3 separate regions of the Mus musculus genome follow, and regions 1 and 3 are each linked to region 2. Evidence: chromatin contacts called from public Hi-C data. All regions are on one chromosome and are shown on one strand. The core of a region is the stretch at or near the end of the contact, and the rest is flanking DNA. Distances in the headings are between cores, read along the strand shown. Region 1 holds the start of Arhgap42 (Rho GTPase activating protein 42). Region 2 overlaps Arhgap42 (Rho GTPase activating protein 42). Region 3 overlaps Arhgap42 (Rho GTPase activating protein 42).

What was found. Hi-C and Micro-C count contacts between places; a contact is called where the count stands out from the background.
Region 1: a contact with region 2 is called in a Hi-C map of the C2C12 cell line, with 2.0 times the contacts expected there. The contact joins the promoter of Arhgap42 here to the enhancer-like site in region 2. A contact is called at or near these places in 6 of 39 promoter capture datasets (the 3T3-L1 cell line, the C10 cell line, liver and 1 more), 9 of 484 Hi-C or Micro-C datasets (the C2C12 cell line, cumulus cells, embryonic fibroblasts and 5 more), 3 of 115 datasets of contacts at active chromatin or transcription factors (embryonic stem cells and fibro-adipogenic progenitors) and 2 of 9 other capture datasets (adipose tissue and pancreatic islet).
Region 3: a Hi-C map of the C2C12 cell line shows a contact between it and region 2, with 4 times the contacts expected there. The contact joins two enhancer-like sites. A contact is called at or near these places in 3 of 484 Hi-C or Micro-C datasets (the C2C12 cell line, adipose-derived mesenchymal stem cells and embryonic fibroblasts).

The regions. Positions count from the first base shown.
Region 1 is chr9:9,237,560-9,240,338 of GRCm38.p6, forward strand. Arhgap42 (Rho GTPase activating protein 42) reads right to left here and starts at 1,468. Exons shown (of 24, transcript NM_001372563.1): 1 at 1,067-1,468. The coding sequence starts at 1,220. All of the region lies in intron 2 of Gm16833 (predicted gene, 16833), which reads left to right.
Region 2 is chr9:9,141,302-9,144,527 of GRCm38.p6, forward strand. All of the region lies in intron 3 of Arhgap42 (Rho GTPase activating protein 42), which reads right to left. Among named protein-coding and RNA genes, the nearest start is that of Gm16833, 93 kb to the right of the region's middle. Within about 2 kb of position 1,435, at least 51 of the 459 cell types and tissues checked have an H3K27ac peak or open chromatin away from gene starts, as enhancers often do. A contact at or near this core is called in the C2C12 cell line, embryonic fibroblasts, neural stem cells and 1 more, where this site is marked.
Region 3 is chr9:9,051,795-9,054,962 of GRCm38.p6, forward strand. All of the region lies in intron 6 of Arhgap42 (Rho GTPase activating protein 42), which reads right to left. Among named protein-coding and RNA genes, the nearest start is that of Pgr, 150 kb to the left of the region's middle. Within about 2 kb of position 1,332, at least 5 of the 459 cell types and tissues checked have an H3K27ac peak or open chromatin away from gene starts, as enhancers often do. A contact at or near this core is called in the C2C12 cell line, where this site is marked.

The sequences.
Region 1 (2,779 bases), core at 218-2,717, 96 kb after region 2:
CAACCCTGAACATGTCCTGGGGACTACCAGATCACCCAGAGGCCTCTCCATCCTGTAAGCGCCCTCATAAGAGGCCAGAGTCCGAAGCACTTCTCTTTTCAGAAGCTGAAGCCTTCCCAATTTTCCATGTAAGACACAAGTGGATTCTGGGAAAGGCAATGGTTAACGTTTAGCGTGTACTAAGTAATCCACTTGGTTCTCAGTATGAGAAAGCTTGAGTTGTAATAATGGAAGGGGAAGTTCTAAAGGAGAAACGAGTAAAGAATATCCTGAAGGGAGAAGTGTGGGAAAGATACTGACATCTACCAGGTCTGACTGAATGTAGACCTGAGCTCTCACCAATGACCAACACTGCACACCACACGATGCAAGCCAAAATTTAATACGAACAGAACACTCACAAGGGCTTTAAAATACACGGGTACCCTATTGGGTCCAAACAGCTTACCAATGGCCAAACTGCAGACGTGTATTTTTAAAAGGTCAAATCAATGACGAGTCATTGTTGTATGAAATTACTTTTCCTAAAGTATTATTAAATTCACTAGCTTCACTTTAACTCTCCAGACTCCCTTGTTTCCACTCTTCCCAGAGAGTTTGGCTTGCTTTGATTTGTTGTTGTTGTTGTTTGGTTTGTTTGTTTTGTTTATGAGACAGGGTCTCACTCTGTTGCCCTGACTGGCGTGGCTCTCTCCACCACCTTAAAACGAAAAATCAAAACAATTTAAAACAACAACAACAAAACCAACCCCCCACCAAAAACAACAACAACAACAACCAGGCACCGAAACTTTAGCAACAACAAACAAAAGTGAAAGTCTCTACCAACTTTTCACTGACAAGTCTCAAAAGTTGACTCTCAAGGGCTGTAGGGGAAACTTTTCCTCCCCAGTGTTGCCTGGGAAGTAAATCCGCACCACTAAGAACAGACTTTGTTGGCCACCAGCAGGGGAGCTCTTCAGCTTTTGTCCCCAATCCATTCAAACAAAAGAAGTTCGGTCTGGGGCTTCCCAACCAGGGTCCCGCACCCCATGGGGTCTTGCACACTTGGGGGCCCGTCACTCACTTCTCAGCGCCCCGATGAGCAGAGAGCCATCCTTCAGCAGCTCTTTGATGAACTTGTTGGTTCTCTCCAGCTCGATCTCGTGACACTGCAATCGCTCCCTAAAATCCGGGCTGTCCAAATACGAATCGCTGAACTCCAGAGTGGGCAGCCCCATGGCCCAGGCGCGGCGGCCGCTAGCTGCGGCGGGTGCGGGGACACTGCGAACGCGGGGGAGCGCTGGGGAGAGCGGAGGACTGGGCCCCGCGCGCCGGGCTCAGTGCAGCTGCCCCGAGGCCGGGCGGAGGCTCCGGGCGCTGTCACCGGCTCGCATCGTCGCTCGCTCGCACCGTGGGGGTGGCGAGGCTACAAGCTGTAGCGCAGAGGAGTCTTCTGACAGCGTCACTCGCTGACCCTGGGGACAGTGGCGCGCGCTTAGCTGGCGGCGCCTCACGGCGACTCGGGCCCGTAGGGAAACCCGCCCCCTGTGCGGAGCGCACGCGGGCCGGCCTGCAGCTCCCGGGCAGACCCTCCTCCACCCTCCCCGCCCCTCGCTGTCCCCGCCCGGTCCCCGCCCGGTCCCTGCGGTGCGCACTTTGCTCCCCGCACCCAGCACTGCTGTGTTGTAGCCTCACCCGATTCCTACCCGTCCCCGTCTGGGCCCACTGAGAGCGCCAGGCCCTGTGCGCCCCAAACCATCTCCAACCCCCAGCGTCCCCCTCAGGAACAGTCTGACTCCCACGTTAACCCCTGCGGGAACTACCACTTCCCAGCCGGTTCAAGTTTCACTTCAGGGTCCTGCCCATAAGTCCAAAATAGAAAGGATGTCCCGCCTGACTCCCAACCCCGCTGCATTGACCCATCAGTGAGGTGTGTTGGGTGTTATCCCTCAGTCTGTAAGAAAGGGGAATTGATTTTATTAACTCATTTCACATGTTATATACCCCTGTTTTAGTGTCTCTAATTGACACCTGGGTGGGTGGACCTACAAGTTCAGAGACTTTCATCGACTTGACCTGATCAAGCATTTCAAAGGAATCATTAATTCCTTTGGTGGTGGTGGTAGGTAATACCTGCATTCAACTGGCTGAAGCAGGAGAATTGCCAAGAGTTCAAGGCCAACATGGACTACACAGAGAAACACTGTCTCTGAGATGAATATATATATATGAATTCCTGCAAAGAGTCAATTAGCAGAGGTTGACCTAATAAATGTGCGTTCTGTTGAAACCCTGACAACAAAATAACCTACTATTTTATGTCATCCTGCACTCACCTGTAGCTTTTTTGAGAACTCCGTTACTTTTCTTAAGGATCTGTTTTTAATTTCTACATTTCCACTGCTTTGTATATTTGAACCATCTGTTTTTAAAAAAGAAAGGAAGGAAGGAAAAAAGAAACTTGTACAAATCATGGGAAAATCCACTGAAGTGCTTTACATTTTTTCCCAATTAAATTTCAGGAACCTTTAGCTGCAATTTTTTTCAGCCATACAATAACATTAAAAGTAGCATGTAAACAGCCAGGAATGGTGGTGCATGCCTTTAATCCCAGCACTCGGAAGGCAGAGGCAGGTGGATTTCTGAGTTCGAGGCCAGCCTGGTCTACAGAGTGAGTTCCAGGACAGCCAGGGCTACCCAGAAAAACCCTGTCTCGAAAAACCAAACAAACAAAACAACAAAACAAAACAAAAAGCAAAAATAGCATGTAAACTTTAAAACAGACAAAACCATGTAA
Region 2 (3,226 bases), core at 185-2,684:
GCCACCATTTTTTTTATTTTGAGATAGAGTCTCTTACTGAACCTGCAGCTCCCTGATATGTCTTGATTAAGTGGTCAGCAAGCACTAAAAATCCTTCTATCTATGCCTCCCGGGATTTTGGCTTTCAGGTGACTCCTGCACTGCCTGGCTTTTTAAATTTGTCCTGAGGTTGTGGACTCAGGTTCTCATATTTGCATAGCATGTACTTTACTAACTGAGCCATCTCCCAGACCCTAAGCAAGATTAGGTATTAAAGGGACAGTCAGCTCAACTGTCTGCAGCAGAGAAAGTGCCGTTGTCTTTATTTGAAAATAACTTTAATGCTAATACATTTCAATGTTTTACCAATTATAAATAAAACCTTTTCAGTTGCCCTATAAAGGTAAGCGAGGTAACTATAATCTAAATGAGTAAGCGCTCTTATCCTAAACAGTATATCAGAAATAACACCCAAGTGCATCAGAAAGACAGTACAGTACGGCATAGCAAAAGTCACTTGAGGCTGAGAGAACTCACACTACTGAATTATTAAGTGGCAATCAGCGGGATCCTTGAAGATATGTTGTACTTTCTAGAAGTTGCTCTCTGTCAATTTTGTCAACAACAGAGATTTTCCAAACTTTCTTTGATAAGCACTTCTATTGTTACTCTTTTTGGAGTTACCATGTCTTTTCTTGTTATTAGTAAGGAATTAATCAAATCTCAGTTGTACGAACCACTTTCCTTTGTTTCTCTATCATTTGTTCATAACAATTGTCACTCATACTAATTGCTGAGCTCTCTGTGCCATGAGCCAAGGACTCCAATGCTCCAGGATTGGTGACCACAAAGTCTTGGCTTCCATCATCAGGGGTAGAAGGAAAGAAATGGGGTGGAAAGGAAGCACTTCTCATTCAAATTTCCTCACAGCTCAAACTCATAGATAAGATTTTACAGTGCAGAGAGAAATAGTGAGTCCTGATATTCAAAGTATGACTAGTGGGTGAGTCTAAGTGGGAGAGATGTAAGGCCTACACTTGGCTCTCTTCCCTAAACTGAGTAACCCACTGCTTAACATAAAGTTGCCATTGAGCACACAGCTAGTTATGAGTCCACGTGCTTTCCCAGATCCATACTAGGGATTGTAAAAAAAAAAAAAAAAAAGAAGCCCAGGCAGTCTCCTCTAACCCTGAGCTTCTGAAATGACATTCTGGCTTTCCTTTCTTGTTTCTAAACCACATTTCTTAACTTTCTTGCCACACCTCTCTTGTGGAAAAGAGTCATTAGTAGTCTGAGTGTACAACAAGGAGGGGAACCTGAAAGAAAACCTCATTAAATGAACATTAATGTGAACAAGAAGCCAAGAGCAAGCCACGCAGTCTACATCAGCATAGGCAGAAAAGATCTGGCCCTCTAACTGCTGAAAACCAACTCTTTGCTGCCCTGGGAAATTTCCCACAGACAAACATTCCTACAACTTCCTTCAGCCACCCGTGGGCGGTGAGCACACATGTGGTTCCAGACACATGCACAAACGTGGTCTTAATTATAACCTGCTGCCTCTAAGAAACCAGTGGTTGAGTCCATCGACAAACGATGTCCTCATTTTCTGCAGTCATGATTTACTTCAGTAAAAACCTTTGTTTTATAATTTCGCTTTTGGAACCTGTCAAAATAGTGCATTCTTCTGCACTGTCCTCAGTCACCATGAAAACGCCTGTAATGTGGGCATGTCAGCAGAGGTGACTCTTCCTTTTGCCCAATGTATTCACCATAGAATTAGGTTCAGTTTCTCAAAGGACAGCATTCACAAGACTAAACAATGGCTTAACACATGATAACAGAATCATCCTGGCATTTTCTATTCACAGTCTATAAGACTCGGGACTGAAGGGTTAATGAAAATAACCAAAAGCTTCACTGAGTGCAGCATAGTTCAAGGGCTTACAGAACACGCCAAAAACAATATTCCGTCTAATAACACTTGGATCAAATAGGTAATTTGGGGTTGAGACCTCAGGGAATTCAGCCTCTGTAACATAAAATGGAACCATATGTGGTGTCAGTTTCTTAATCATATGAAGCTAGTACAGGAAAGCCTACTAGAGAGGAAAACTCGACTGACACTGATGGCTCTAGACTCAGTTCTTACCCAGTCTGCATGCTGGTCACTGCCCAGACCTTAGCATCTGCAAGGACTCCCTCAAGGCACCAGCAACGCTCTCACTTAAGGGTACTCAGGCAAATGTGACTTTGTCTTACAGTCTGTTAGGGGTGAGTGAATGCTTTCCTTCCTTCTTAGAGGTTATTTAATTATGCAAAGATGTTCCACTCTGATACTTTTACAAACTGTGGAATATCTGCTCTGTTTTTGATATATATATATGGGGGGAGGGGACTAGAGAGAAGACTCAGAGGTTAAGAGCACTGTCTGTTCTTCCAGAGGACACAGGTTCAATTCCCAGCACCCACATGGCAACTCATAATAATCTGTAATTCCAATTCCAGGGGATCCAACACCCTCACACTGACATACATGTAGACAAAACAAAACAAAGAAACAATGCACATGAAATAAAAATAAATACATCATTAGAAAAAGAAAACTAAAGATAGAAAAGCAGTTATACACCATGAAAGGTAGTGTTCTTCATGCTGGCACGGGGCAGGGAGTGGGGAGGTCTCCGCGATGAGAGAATATCTCTTCTTTCATTCCTCTGGAAGTCTTTCAGATTACATTACTACAGTTTCTAAACTTTAGAAATAATTTGCTCATCCCTGCATGACAGAGAAAACTGTAAAATGAAACTTTTTCAACAAGGAATTTGGTTGTAAGTTCCAATTTACTCATACTTTCTACAAGCAAAACCACACGGTTTTGGGGACAGCCACTCTAGCAACAACTTGCTTCACTTTTCCAATTATAAAAACGCACTCCAACTTGATACGCCCTCCTGCCTCACCCCTGCAACTGCGCTCTACTCTGAAATTCCTGTGGGCCCTGATGATCTAGAACTCGGTTCTTACGGACTGAAACATGCATAGTCATCAGGTATTAAGCTGGTTTGAAGATATACTGTAAAACTGAAATGTATAAATTGAAGGTCAGACACTCCCTGCAGCTGCTTTGCCCAGCATAAAGAGGAAAAGAAAACAGCACACAGCCTCAAATGACACCGTAAATCATAGGCACAGCAACAAGAGCTATAACAGATGGAAAATGCCAGATTTGTAGATGATTCAGAAC
Region 3 (3,168 bases), core at 82-2,581, 90 kb before region 2:
CGTTTAGTACCAGGAAACTCTGTCACACTTTATTGTTTCCATGGTGTTTAGAGTTAAATTGTTATTTATTAGCCCTCAAACAAAACCAAAAGTCAAAACTTATATACATACTGCAATAAATTGACTGTCATAAAAAAGACCTGTGCCAAGAAGTTTAAGTGGGATGTCACAATTTGGGATAAGGTAAGGAGAAACACACACACACACACACACACACACTTCAAGTGAATGGAAGCTTCCATTTCCTCACAGTTCAACAATACTAATCATACTTGACATCATGACACCATGTTTTTAGATAATTTTTAGAACTAAATAAACGTTCATAATCTTCCCACCTATTGGTGGCCACTTGACTAAAATCCAAATGGATTCGTGGGCATGCATTAGCTACTCATCTCTACACAGACAACTCAGTGGGATAAAGTAAGATGATAGAGCGGGGGCAGTGCCTAGTAAGAGGCAGAACCAGCTGCAGCAGGATGCTCCAAAGCCCCTACTTCCCACAGCCACACACCAACTTCTCATAGTTCCACAACCTCTGGAAACTGGGACATGCATTAAAATACATGGGCATGTGGAGGACACTCCACACCAAAGTACATGTGTGTAAAAGGAAATGCAAGACATCTAGAGTACAAAGCAAATTGCAAAACTAACCATTTGCCACTGCCCTGAACTTGTATACACAAAATACTAAAGAATCCATTTTAAAGAAAACTAATAGAACTAATAAGCCACTTCTGTGAGATTAGTGTGCAAAGACTGAGTTTATACTGGCATACACTACAACAGACAATCTGAAATGAAATTAAGAAAACTCCCATCTTCAACTGCCTTAAAGGAATAAAATACTTACCAGCTAATTTGGTAAATTTAATTCAAAACTTATTTTGAAAACCATGAATGTAGCATAAATAAATTAAAAATTGAAACAAATAAAATCTCTCCCTTTCACAGTTTGAAGAACTTGAAACTGTTAAGAAGGTATTTTCTCCACATTGAAAGGCAAGTACGGTAAAATCAAAACCACACGTCACATCTTTGCAGAATCCAGAAATTGTAAATTCACATAGAATGGGAAGCAGTACTAGCTGACCAAAGAGCTCTTAGTAAAAATAGAGTAGGAAGGCTTACACATCTTATGTCATTCCAACTTAATGCCAGACAGCATAAATGGGCAGCTCACTGTGATGGGAACTGACAAACAGATACATATCAGTGACCATGGCAGAGTTTGAATGGCCACATTTGGTTCTCAGCTGGTAGCACTGTTAGGGAGGCTGTGGAACTTTCAGGAGGTGGGATGCTGCTGGAGGAAATGAGTCACTGCAAGTTAGACTTATGGTTTACCATCCACTTGGCTTCTAGTTCTCTATTCTGCCCAGATCTGAGCCATCTCCCACAGCTACCTTGCATTCTCTATCACAATGGACTGAGTCCCCCTAAACAGTGAACCACATATATCTTCCCACACACACCACAAATCTCTGGTTAACCAATGCTTCACAAGATTCTCAAGAGTCTCACAACTAGGGAATAAACAGGCATTGGTGAATATCTGAATAGATTCCCTCCCCACACATCAGGAACCTTATATACATACTGCAATAAATTGACTGTCATAAAAAAGACCTTTGCCAAGAAGGGTAAGTGGGATGTCACAATTTGGGATAAGGTAGGGGGAAACACACACACACACACACACACACACACACACACACACACACACTTCAAGTGAATGGAGGCTTCCATTTCCCCACAGTTCAAGAATACTAATCATACCTTTTGCCTGCCATCTGTGAACAAATGATTATAAATTTTCCTTTTGATACAACTAAGATCATATCATAGAAAGAGATACCTGAGTGTTTCCAGACAGAATGAGCCATAAGAAAGCTCAGATGTGGCAACAGCCCATCCCTAAGTCACTCTCCAGAAGGTACACAGATAAGAAAATACCATCCCAAGTTCAGACAAGGAATAATTGTACAGTTAGTGGGCAGAGCCAGAAAGACATGTAAATATGTGTGGAAGAAATGTACAGGGAAAATTAAATTGTCAAAATTTATGGACTCTCATACTGTGGTTTAAAAATAGGCCTTAACTTAGAAATGCCTATTGGCAAGTGTTACAGGAGTTCTCCACCTAGGGCAGAAGTAAGAAGCGTGGCTTTCTAAACTACAGTGTGTGCCAGCAGGAGGATGGGTCAGTGGTTAAGAGAGCTTCCAGTTCTTCCAGAGGATACAAGTTTGGCTCCCAGTACCCACATCAGGAGGCACACAACCTGTTAACTCTGATTCTCAGGGATCTAATGCCCTCTTCTTGCCTCCAAGTTGCATGCACATGTGTGCTTGTGCATGTGTGCACACACACGCGCGCGCGCACACACACACACATACACATATATAAAGTTTTTCAAAATCTTACACACACACACCCAATAAAACCTCATCATGGGGCTCTCTGTCAGGGCTTAGTCAGAAAGAGGGGAGTAGGAATCATAAGTAGTGCCCTTTGCCATAAAATATGGCTTGCTAGGCTCAGGAACCACAGTGAGATTCAGAAGGCCTCTCTAAAGTCATATGGAGTTTGATCAGATGGTCTGTTAGGTAAATTACTTTTTCATTCTAAGGGAAATTAACTACTTAGCTCTTCAGCAAGCAGAGTTCCCAGGAAAGTTGGTAGAAAATTAAAATCTTGAAACTGAATTGTATCTCCAAAGCTCCTAATCCTCCTGGATCAGGGTACTAGCCTTATGATACACAGTGCTTTGCTTATACCACTGAGTTGCTGGACTCCAAAGCTGAGAACCTGCAACCCAGGAGAGGACCCACATTCTCGCAGGCTCTGCTCCTCCCCACTGCAAAGTCTGGTGGGATCCCACATGGAAGCAGATTATGACAGATGTGTTTCTTCACTCTGTCATCATTTCTCTGAAACAGGGATAGGGTATTTCATTTTTCTTTTTTTCTTAAACTTTTTTATTATTCAAATGCATTTGATACATTAAACATATTAATAGTATTAAGTATTTTGAGAATCAAATAATACATAAAAAATTTGTTCAACTTTTATATTCATATCTTTTTATACCCTAAACATATCACTAGTGAATATTTAATACTACCCATAACTGAGGATTCTATATCTAATGGTGAATACTAA